Linked DNA regions of Mus musculus: region 1 is linked to region 2. The links are chromatin contacts, called in public HiChIP or PLAC-seq maps. All regions are on one chromosome and are shown on one strand. The core of a region is the stretch at or near the end of the contact, and the rest is flanking DNA. Distances in the headings are between cores, read along the strand shown.

Region 1 (5,366 bases), core at 1,814-4,313, 73 kb after region 2:
CCAAGCCACATATAACTGGTTTGGGTACTCAGCTGATATACAAAGCACATGATGTCTTTGTAGAAAAGCCGCCGATGGTTAATGATCAGTCCTCTGCTGCAGCACTTCCCAGTCTGTGGGTCACAACCCTTCTGGGGGGGGGGGGGTGAATGAACCTCTTACAAGGGTCACCCAACACCATGGGAAACACAGATATTTACATGACAACTCATAAATAACAGTTATGAAGTAGCAAGGAAACTAATCTTATGGTTGAGGGTCACCACAACATGAGGAGCTGTATTAAAGGGTGGCAGCATTGGGGAGGTTGAGAACCTCTGCTCTCCTGAGAGTAGTAGATCTCTAAAATAAAATCCATGTTATGAGACTAGTCTTCTGTGACCACAAAAACAAAACAAAACAAAACAAAAAAACACCCGAGAACTTAGTCATTAGGGAAGACAGATCTTCATAGTCATTAGGGAAGATAGATCTTCATAGTCACTTTGATGGCTGTAATTAGAGGGGGAAGGCCAGATAATGATAAGTGAAGACACGGATGGAGAAGTGTGTGGTTAGTAAAAGTGTAAGTTGCACATCAATTATAGTAAAGCAGTTGGACAAGTCCTCCGTGGGTTAATCACAGACTTACTACACAGCCCAGGAGTTCCACTCCTGGGTATAGACCCCCAAGAATGGAAAACCTACATTTACAGAAAGGCTCACACACACATTGACAATTGCCCAAATTGAAATATCTCAGGAGCCTGTCAAATGGTGAGTAGATAAAGAGAATGTGGTGTATCTATGCAGCAACGTATTATCCCACCATAAGAAGTAATGGTAAACTGATACCACTGATTGTATGCTACAACAGGGAAGCTTAAAACACTGTATGTGAAAGAGGCCAGATGTGAGAGGCCACATATTGTGATTCCATTAGCATGAGGTATTTATAGGTTAAATATAGAGACTGGAAGCAGATTGGTGCTTTCCAGGAGTGAAGAGAGTAGAGTGGGATATGGCTAATGAGATGGATATTTCACTTAAGCTAATGAAAATGCCGTAGAAGAGAGTGATGATTGTCACGTGACATTCATCAAACCACACTATGTGTGTGTGTTTCACTATGCTATAATTACTAAGACAAGCCTAAGGATATCCTTATGATCACCAACAGTTCTCTTTCTCTAGTGTGTGAGTGGATGAATGAGATTTAAAGGTGTGCCTGTAAACCACAACCATAACCAGATATCCCTAAGGGTGCAATAGTGGCACTAATACCATGGCAGCTACCAACAACTGTCTAATTGGACTTAAGGCCTGCTCAACAGGAGGGAAAACATGCTTAGTACTGGAAACCTAGCTAACTCCAGGAGGCTAGTGAAGCCATGGATTTTAGAAGAGACCTTTCTTCTGCTGCTTTGCTAAACTAGCCTAGTTCTTAACTGCATCCTAAATACTCATCTTTATACCCACAGATGAATCTTGCTCTTGTTCTCATCAAAGAAGCTTATCTTTGCAGGAGACTGAAACCATTACAGAAAACCACAACTGGTCAAAATGCAAAGAACAGCTGATCCTGGGGTGCCCACCCTCAGATGGTAAATCTACAACAGAACAACTGCACCTAGGGCTCAGGGAACTTGGAAAAAGAGTGGAGGAAAGATCGTAAGAAGCAGAGGACCAGGGCATCTTCTGTAAGATGATGTCTCCTAGAAACACCAGAGAAGTTTTGCTCATGGTACCTCAACAGTGTGGCTGCCTAAACTAGACCAACCAAGGACAGCACCAGCAGACATATCGATGTAGAAGAGGGAAGCCTCATTGGGGCTCCACCCCTAGACAAAGACTACAGGATGGAGAGAGAGAGAGAGAGAGAGAGAGAGAGAGAGAGAGAGAGAGAGAGAGAGAGAGAGAATGAGAATGCATTAACCTTCCCAAGAGATGACCTCCTTAATTGGTTATCCAATATCAAGCTGTAAGCTCAGAAATCATATACATGTATCTTAATTAGGGTTTTACTGCTTTGAACAGACACTATGACCAAGGCAACTCTTATAAAGACAACATTTAATTAGGACTGGCTTAGAGGTTCAGAGGATCAGCCCATTATCATCAAGGCAGGAACATGGCAGCATCCAGGCAGGCATGGTGCACGAGGAGCTGAGAGTTCTACATCTTCATCTGAAGGCTGCTAGTAGAATATTAGTTTCCAGGCAGCTAGGAGTAGGGTCTTAAAAGTCCACACTCACAGTGAAACACCTACTCTGCTACATCCACTCCAGTAGTGACAAGTGCAACAGACCCCGAAAACCTGGGTGCTGTCCCGAGGAGAAAAGTTCACGGAAACTTAGTCTCCTGGAATCGTGGCATCCTGTATAAAGAATGCTCCAATGTCCTTGCTTTAGTTGGTAAACGAATCTGTGTGCTTTCCCTTAATATTGCTTTATTACAAGTGCTCTTTTTTTTTCTTTTTTTTTTAATTAGGTATTTTTCTCGTTTACATTTTCAATGCTATCCCAAAGGTCCCCCATACCCACCCCCCCAATCCCCTACCCACCACTCCCACTTTTTGGCCCTGGCGTTCCCCTGTACTGGGGCATATAAAGTTTGCAAGTCCAATGGCCCTCTCTTTGCAGTGATGGCCTACTAGGCCATCTTTTGATACATTTGCAGCTAGAGACAAGAGCTCCGGGGTACTGGTTAGTTCATATTGTTGTTCCACCTATAGGGTTGCAGTTCCCTTTAGCTCCTTGGGTAATTTCTCTAGCTCCTCCATTGGGGGCCGTGTGACCCATCCAATAGCTGACTGTGATCATCCACTTCTGTGTTTGCTAGGTCCCGGCATAGTCTCACAAGAGAGAGCTATATCTGGGTCCTTTCAGCAAAATCTTGCTAGTGTATGCAATGGTGTCATACAAGTGCTCTTAAGGATTGATATTTTGACATATAGCTAAGTTAGATTCTAGGCAGTCCTTGATTCGAAGTCCTTGACCCGACCTTGGGCATGGATAGCTAGGTCACTGCCCTACACAGGAATTTACCATTAACTAGGATGAAGGAAGTTTGTGACCTAAAGAGGAACCAGGGTAGATACTTAGAACAACAGATAGCTGAGTTACACCCATACACAAGTATTTACAATGGCCTAGGGGGAAGGTGGACTATACAATAGACTAGAGTAGGAACTATGGCAAGGGCACGAAGCCCTTGCCCCTGCTTCTAAGATTAAGTGGACCTTAGATGCAGCTGTTTTTGATCCCAGTTGTTAACATTGAATTTTATCCCAGTTGGTTCCTGTCAGTTCTTCCGTGTTTGCATTCCTCTGTTTTGTGTAAGAATCCAGTAACCACCAACTTCCCTATTTTCTTCTGTATAAAAATTTGACAAATAACATTCAGATCCACACTCCCTTGTGACGAGTCTGTCTGTCAATTCCTGCCAACTCCTTGCCTACCTGTGACCAGAGACCCATTCCACGCAGACAAGGGACCAAGAGGGTCTGCGGCACTACTCCAACAAGGCCATACTTTTTAATAGTGCCACTCCTGGGCCAAGCATATACAAACCATCACAACATGCAAGCAACAATAAGTGGACCTAGCAGATTGTATTATATATTAATGCATATATATTACACAACTAATAATATAATGTAATGCATACATACACACATATCACAACTACAGAAAAAGAGACGATGACTATGAATTGGTTTAGGGGGTTGAGTATGGTAGCAACTGGTGGGAGGAAAGGGAAGAGGGTAAATGGTTAGAATCTACCTTAATTTTTTGAAAAAGATTTTTAAAAAATTTAAAGTATGCTGGGCATGGTGGCGCACGCCTTTAATCCCAGCACTCGGGAGGCAGAGGCAGGCAGATTTCTGAGTTCGAGGCCAGCCTTGTCTACAAAGTGAGTTCTAGGACAGCCATGGCTATACAGAGAAACCCTGTCTCGAAAAAAACAAAACAAACCAAAAAATTTTAAAGTATGTTTTTAAGGTTTTTATTGAATTCATGAAAATTCTTAAGATAAAACTTTTATGTCCAAATTTCTACCCCTGAACATCTTCAGCATCTCATTCTTGGAAATGTACCTCAATGGTATTTTTCACGCCATCTAAACCTTTGAGTATATGATTTCCAGTTTGTTCTTTACCAATGCTAACCTTGGAGTGTGTGTGTGTGTGTGTGTGTGTGTGTGTGTGTGTGTGTTATGTGTCTGTTTTACCCATAAGAAAATGAAACACAGACCTAGGGGTAGAGCCAAAGCTACATCCTGTGATTAGACTCTGAAGCCTAGAGTGGCAAGGTTACCCAGGATAACACGTAACCTCTCCCCACTGTCAATGTACCTCTCTGTGGACCAAGATGTGTTTCCATTTCCTTCCCTGGGAAGCTGGTCCCAAGGGGTAGTCACTCACAGTGTGTATCAGGAAAATATCCACTTCTGTGTTTCTGACCCTGGTCAGAAACAGACTCCAGAGGGACTGCACCGACAGGATGAACAGTTTATGGTTTATAGAGGCTTCTTGCCTGGACAATGAATTGACTGCTCTCGTTCATGGCTTAATCATTGCCTCTCTTTTCAGACGCACATCTCAGAGCAGATGCTGTTTCAATTTTGAAATCAATAAAGAAGCAGTGTCTCAGATCCCAAACTGCTGCTCCCAGAGGTTCTGACCTCATCAGTATGGATCTACCCTGCAGGGAATGGTGTGCATATCTTCCCTATACAGGTCTAGACCTGTTTCAAGCCAGTTAGAATTCCTTACATCTAGCTAGCAAAGACAGTCACTAGGAACTTTGGAGAATGGCTGAGCCAGGTGGACCTCAGGAGCAAGCCACATGCTTAGCTCGCTCTGTGTATGTGCAGACCAGCCCTGGATGAGACAATCTTCCCTCGGGGAGGTGGGAAAGCAGCGGGTTCGGTAGAGAGCATGATCCCCAAGCTGGTGATGTGCGTGCTGCAGCCTTTCAACCTGTGCTGAAGGTTGCTGCACACCGCAGTTCCCAGTCAGCCCTGTTCTCCTGAAGGAAGACCACTGGTGTCCAGGAGATGTGTGGCTAGTCCAGCCTGTGGGTGTCTTAGTGCATCTTTCTTGGAGTTCCATGCTCTCCATTTATGATGAGTCCCTGGGAGGCAGCTCAGTTATAAAAGCTGTCTGCAGAGAGAAACAGAAGAGCAATGACCCCAAAACACAAGATGATGAGGGTGAATCTCCTGATTCTGCCTGGGCTTCCACCCAATGACCTTCCTTCTAAGCGGCAGAATCACGGCAGCCTAGCTTATGAACTGCTGCAGGGACTGGTCCATCTGGCTACTCTAAGTCGCTTTGGGAAAGAAATGTCATCATCCCTATATTTGGATCTCTCAGTATCCTC
Region 2 (5,876 bases), core at 1,732-4,231:
TTTCTGACCGGCCCTAAGGAGGTGCTGGTTAAATACTTTCTGAATGGAAATCATCACACTTGGTAACATTATCTGCCAAATCTTTGTTTATAAAAAAGAAAAGCGAGTGTAAAACATCTGGAAATCCTTCTACTTTTTACTTCTATAACCACACCTTTGCCATGGATGAAGCCTGACTTTCTAGAAGGAATGACTTTCTGTCATCCTGTGCTTTGGCCAAAATGCCACCTGCCAAGAAGTTAAACAGGTCGCTTGAAACAGTTATTTGTGTATCTTTTAGAAGCAGGCAAATAGATGATTGTGCATTTTGCTGTTGAAGAAAAATGACACATCTTAACATTTTTTTTTTGCACAATTAAAAGGGGAATCGGATATTTTACCTATGGAATGGAGTTCAAGACAGAAAAATCTGTTAAGCCTTTTCTATTGGCTGCTTAATTATAACCTAAGTATTTCTGTAAAACCTCAAATACTCTAGATATAATTTTATATAGAATAAAATGATAATGAAATTAATTTGTCAAGACTCCATGTATCCAGGAATTTCTTTCATGGTCTTGACCTATAGAACGGGTTTGACAATTTTCTTTCTCCAAAGGGAAACAGGTATTTCAGTTTTTTGTTTCAGTTTGTAGAGGTAAAGGAACTGTTAGCTTCACAGGCTAGTGTGAATGGGTGGGCCCTTTATCACTCTGCCTGCAAGGCGTAATTACTTACGTGGAATGAAACAGGGAGCCGTCCTTTTCTAAATAGCCTTCGTAGTGGACCAACATCAGATCCCCTCCCTTGGTCTTGCGATGGCAGATGAATGGCTTCTGGAGAACTTCGATTTTCACTTCTGGCTCAGGAATCAGAGCTCCGCTCAGAACCGTGACCCACAGTGCCAAGATAGCGTTCCACAAGAAAAACCTCATGTTACCAAAGCAGAGGAAAGGCCCCCGACTTCATAGAGTTAAAAATGTGCCAAAAGCGGAGACAGCTTAGGCCAAGCAAGTTCAGGACTCCCCCAACAGACACACTCCCAGGAAGACGTGGCACTTTTTCTAACAATTTTCACACAGACAGCGAACTCACAATAAAGAGTTAAAGCCCCATCCAAACATGATTGGTTCTAATAAGGCAGCTTCTAGGGAAAGGCGTCCTTCCACTGGCTGGCGCTGCTGTCCCTCAGGCGCCTCCCAGCCAATGGCGCCGAAAAAAATGTAGTGGTTCTGTGTGCTGTTGGGCCCTGGGCTCGGATGTGCCCCTTCGGAACAGTCCTAGAGCCCGCTGATTAGGAAATTCTCCCACCTCGGGAAGGCAGCTGGATCCAGGCTAACATCCTCGGGGGTGGGAGATGGGGGAAGGGTTGTTTCAGTGAAGTATTCCAGCTGCGGAGTCTGGAGCCAGGTGACACTCGGGTTTTTGGAAAGACCAGACACTGAGAAGCAGCCTTCTTCAAGATGCCACAAATAAAGGCTCAGAACTATGGTTACTAATTTAGAACAGAAACTCTAAGGACCTACTAGGATGCTTTAAGGTTCGCAAAGCACACTCTGGTGCAAGATCCTCACTAACTTAACGTGGCTATTCCCACCCACCCACTCCCCCCCCCCCCCCCATTTAGACAGTGTCTTAGGGTTTCCATTCTTGGGTTAAAGCATCATGACTAATAGCAAGTTGGGGAGGAAAGGATTTTTACCTATTACACTTCTATATCATAGTCCATTATCCAGGGAAGGCAGGGTAGGAACTCAAAACAGTAATCAGGAAGCAAGAGCTGATGTAGAGAGGCCATAGAGGAGTGCTGCTTACTGGCTTGCTCAGCCTGCTTTTTTTTTTTTTTTTTAATAGCACCTAGGATCACCTGACCAAGGGTGGCACCACTCTCAGTGAACTGGACCCTTCCACATCAATCAGTATTTAAGAAAAAGCAGTAGAGACTTGCCTACAGGTAAATCTTATGGTTCGGAGATCCTCGTTCCAAATTACTCTAGCCTGCATCAAGTTGCAAAAAACTAGCCCGGAGAGAAGCTAGTTTAAAAAAAAAATTAGGTTAGAAGTTAGTGCCCTGCTTAAGTTCACTTGGCCGAAAAGAATTGGCACTCCACCTTAAGACTTGGCTTGATTTCATTCTACAAACATCGCTGTCAATGAGTGACTGCTAATAATTCGTCACTTATGTGACCTTGGTGGTGAGTAGATAATACTTAAGGACGGAGAGAGAGAGAGAGAGAGAGAGAGAGAGAGAGAGAGCACTTGTTTTAACAATTATACAGCTTAAAGTTCTAAACGGCTGCCCTCATTTCAGATGTAGTCCATTGCTGCAATCTGAGAAGAAACTAGAAATCACCAAAAGAGATTAAAACAACAACAAAACACAAACAAAACAACAACAAAAACAGGGCATTGAGGTGTGCAGTCAGGCAAATAACCAACTAAGTGATATATTATTTATTAAACCTGTCAACCTTACACTAAGGGAAAAAATGCCTGCACTTTAGCCCTTGAGAGCATATTTCTATAACACTAACATTTGGTTGTGTTGTGCTTCTTCTCAACATTCACCTTCCATCTAACCTGTGATAGACACTTTTCTTGGATAAAAATCCTGACAACAGTGCATTTTCATACTTTCATGTACTTAGAAATTCCCCTTGGAGAGCTTGTAAAAGTGCCGATTTTTAATCCAAAAGGTCTGGAACCCCCGAGAGATTTTTTTTTTTTTTTTAACAGAAGCCCAGGTGAAGTCAATGTCTGCGGTCCAGAGACCAAGCTTCCAGTCAAGAGGCCGGCAGTTTGAACAGCGCCTTACACAGAAGTGCATCCGGAAACTACAGACTAGCCTCATCCGAGGATTCCGGGTCTCAGCCCGCATCCTCCTCCACTGACAAACTTGTCATTAAAAGCTGGATCCCTGGAGCCTAGACCCCCATGGGTGACCTGCCACCCGCGTGCGCATCGGAGCCCCGCCCACCGGTCAGCCCCTCCGCGCAGTGGCCAAACCCTGGCGTGGATTTGGTAGCGTGCGCACAGCGCAGTGAGCATGCGCGAGCGCGCCGGGGCGGGCGCTGTGGGCTCAGTGGCCGCAGGAAGGCGCCCGCGACCGCCGCCACAGGGGCCGCGCCTCCCGCGCCTCCCTCGCCTCTCTCTGGCGGCCGCTCTGCGGCGTCCACACCGACTGCGCCAGGCGCAGGCGCAGCCCCCGGGACCCGGAGCTGGTGCTCCCAGGCTGTCGCGGTGACCCCGCCCCCGGGCCCAGGATGTGAGGCCGGCCCGGCGTCCCCGCGGCGGGCCGGGGCGACGAGGGGCCCGCGGGTGCCATGGAGGGCGTGCTGTACAAGTGGACCAACTACCTGAGCGGTGAGTGCCGGCTTCCGTGGGTGCGGTGCGCCAGGCGGCACCCTCCGCCGGCTCGCGGCCCGGATGGAGAGTTGGGTACCGGGTGAAGCCGGCAGCCTGGGTCCGCTGCGGGGTCCACCTCAATCTCGCGAATTGGGTGGGGGGCGGCCTCGCTTGGGCCGCGCAGCCCAGCTGCAGGGTGCCGAGTGCCACCAACCCCTGGATTCCAGAGTCTCCACGCAGTCGATCTCCCTAGGCACCTTCAGGGTCATCCCCCTGCCGACCGAGGTAGTGGAACTCTAGCACCGCAGCCCTAAGCCCTGAAGTGTACGCTGGCGATCGGCCTTTTCTCTCCGAACATTTCTTTTGTTTCAGAACTCTGTCATAAAAATGAATGCAGATATTAACAACGGTGTCCTTGTCTTGCCCAGCACAATGGCTTAAAATAGCACCCTGCCCCCTTTCTAGCTCTTGGAAGCACTTTCCAACTATCCAGAAGTTAGAACTATTCCTCAGCTTTGAAGATGATTCTCAACGAACATTATTTTCATCCAAGCAGCCAGTATTTTATAAGTACTATGCTATATGAACAGTGCTGGGTGCGTTTTAAAGTTAAACTTTTTTGTTAGGGAAAATGGGTTAACATTTAACGTGTCAGTGGGGATGCAGAAACTAGAAATCTTACCAACTAGAGCTAGGGTTTCCCCATCCTTTGGTGGGGCAGTTCTGTAGTAAGGACAGGTGTGTATGGCTTGTGAAGATCTGGCAGAGTAACTTTGAGGAAGTCACAGCCCAGTACAGGCAGAAGTACACCTGTCAGCATGTACCTGGAATCTCCAAGTAGTATAGTAGTTAGCACAGTTAATTCATTTTTTTTAAAATCTCTACCCGAGGGTCTGATGAGAAGGTTTTCCTTAAGACCTGGCCTTCACTTCAAGGATCTCCACTGATGTCAGCAGAGAGATTAGGTTATACAGGAAGAACTCAAAGCTGGCCTGCAGGTCCTTGAATACTGGAAGCCGATTAGCATGTTGTTTAAGAGAAGGCTTGACGGTGCCATTCTCCCAATGCTGTCCTAAATGCTGAGAAGTAGGTGTGTATCTTAATTGTAAACCCTTGAGTCAACTTCACCCTTTACTGTCCTCCTCTGAACCCTAGCCCGGACACACACAAATCACTTTCTTCTCCTGCCCCACCTTAATCATTTCCGTCTTCCTTTCCCTCCCCTTTCTGTGTGGAAACTTTTGGTAGTAAAATGCCCTCTCCCCACAGTCTTCTGTATCCTTCATTGCACCAACATTTTTCTAGCTGTCTCTGTGGATCTATCTTCTGTGATGCCCCTGCCATCTGTTTGATGGTAAGAGTCAACTCTTTTCTTCCCTAAGTAAGAACGGACAGTACTGTTGAGTGGCTTCTGGGCAAAGCCCTAAAGGCATTGGAGCCTTCGCTGCTTTTCCTTTGGCTTGTGTGTCACTCACTGTTCCATGAAGGCTGAAGGCTGTCACACCGCTGACTACTTTTCTGGATAGACTACTCTGCTTAAAATTGAGGGTCGGTTGGCACATTGGCTTTCATTCAACACGGCCTTACTTTGGAAGAGAATGGCACTAGCTTAGGAAGATCACATGGGTTCCCTCTGCTCTCCTTTGCTGTCGGAGAGTGAATGATGAACTTAGATGGAAAGCCTTTGCCTTTAGAATAATATTTTCCGAGTTCTCTGAGAATGTCGCACAGCTCCTTTTGCTCATGTTCATCCCTCTTCCCATAGCCACCCTTTCCACCCTCACTCCCTACTCACCTTGAAGTCGTCCTCCTGCTCCTCCTCTTTCTCCTCCATCTCCTGCAGCTAATGATGCTCAGAGACTCTTGGGAGTGGGGCCCGCTAAGGATCATACCATTAAAGAAAACTGGCACTTGCTCTCCCAGCAACTATCAGCTGCCAGGAGTTCCTCAGCCAGTGCTGGGATTTCATACCTCCCTCCCTCCCTCCCCGATGCTGGGATTGTGTCTGGCTTGAGCTTGCACAAGTCCTCTGCAGGTTGTCACAAACACTGAGTGCATATTTGCAACTGTGTTGTTATGTCCAGAAAACACTTGTTTCCTTGATGTTTTCTAGCATCTCTGGATCTTACAGTCTTTTCGCTTACCCTTCCACTAAGATCCCAGGGCCTTAGGAATAGGGGGTGATATGTTTATTCCATTTTGGACTGAGCACTCTGTGATCTCTTACTTCCCACACCTTCACTAGTTGAGGGTCTCTGGGTTAATTGACATCTATAGTGATGAGAAGTATTAAGTATTAAGCAATGCACTGATGTGTAAGTATGGAGATAATTCATTAGAAGCTGATTTAGTGCTATAGCGTTTGGTTTAGCTGAATAGCAGTATTAGGTAATAGTATTAGGTTCTCCTTTTGGACTCTTGGCCCTGCTAACAGTACCAGGAATGGGTTCCATTTCATTGAGCAGGCTTTAGATCCAGTCAGGAATAGTTAGTTATGCCCGGAACATTCATGCCACTGTTGTACCAGTGAGGGCATATTACCAAGCCAGTTA

The links. HiChIP or PLAC-seq counts read pairs in DNA pulled down with a chosen protein or histone mark.
Region 1: a contact with region 2 is called in an H3K4me3 HiChIP or PLAC-seq map of bone marrow-derived macrophages, with 4 times the contacts expected there. The contact joins the enhancer-like site here to the promoter of Plekha8 in region 2. A contact is called at or near these places in 19 of 39 promoter capture datasets (the 3T3-L1 cell line, 3T3-L1-derived adipocytes, the C10 cell line and 13 more), 16 of 484 Hi-C or Micro-C datasets (8-cell embryo, the BV-2 cell line, the HPC-7 cell line and 13 more), 5 of 115 datasets of contacts at active chromatin or transcription factors (bone marrow-derived macrophages, embryonic stem cells and neural progenitor cells) and 3 of 9 other capture datasets (adipose tissue, liver and pancreatic islet).

What each region holds. Positions count from the first base shown.
Region 1 is chr6:54,664,773-54,670,138 of GRCm38.p6, forward strand. No RefSeq gene overlaps it. Among named protein-coding and RNA genes, the nearest start is that of Gm34249, 10 kb to the left of the region's middle. Within about 2 kb of position 3,064, at least 8 of the 459 cell types and tissues checked have an H3K27ac peak or open chromatin away from gene starts, as enhancers often do. A contact at or near this core is called in 8-cell embryo, bone marrow-derived macrophages and trophoblast stem cells, where this site is marked.
Region 2 is chr6:54,592,130-54,598,005 of GRCm38.p6, forward strand. Plekha8 (pleckstrin homology domain containing, family A (phosphoinositide binding specific) member 8) reads left to right here and starts at 2,982. Exons shown (of 14, transcript NM_001164361.1): 1 at 2,982-3,342. The coding sequence starts at 3,303. It overlaps Fkbp14 (FK506 binding protein 14), which reads right to left and starts at 1,045. Exons shown (of 4, transcript NM_153573.2): 1 at 718-1,045. The coding sequence starts at 914.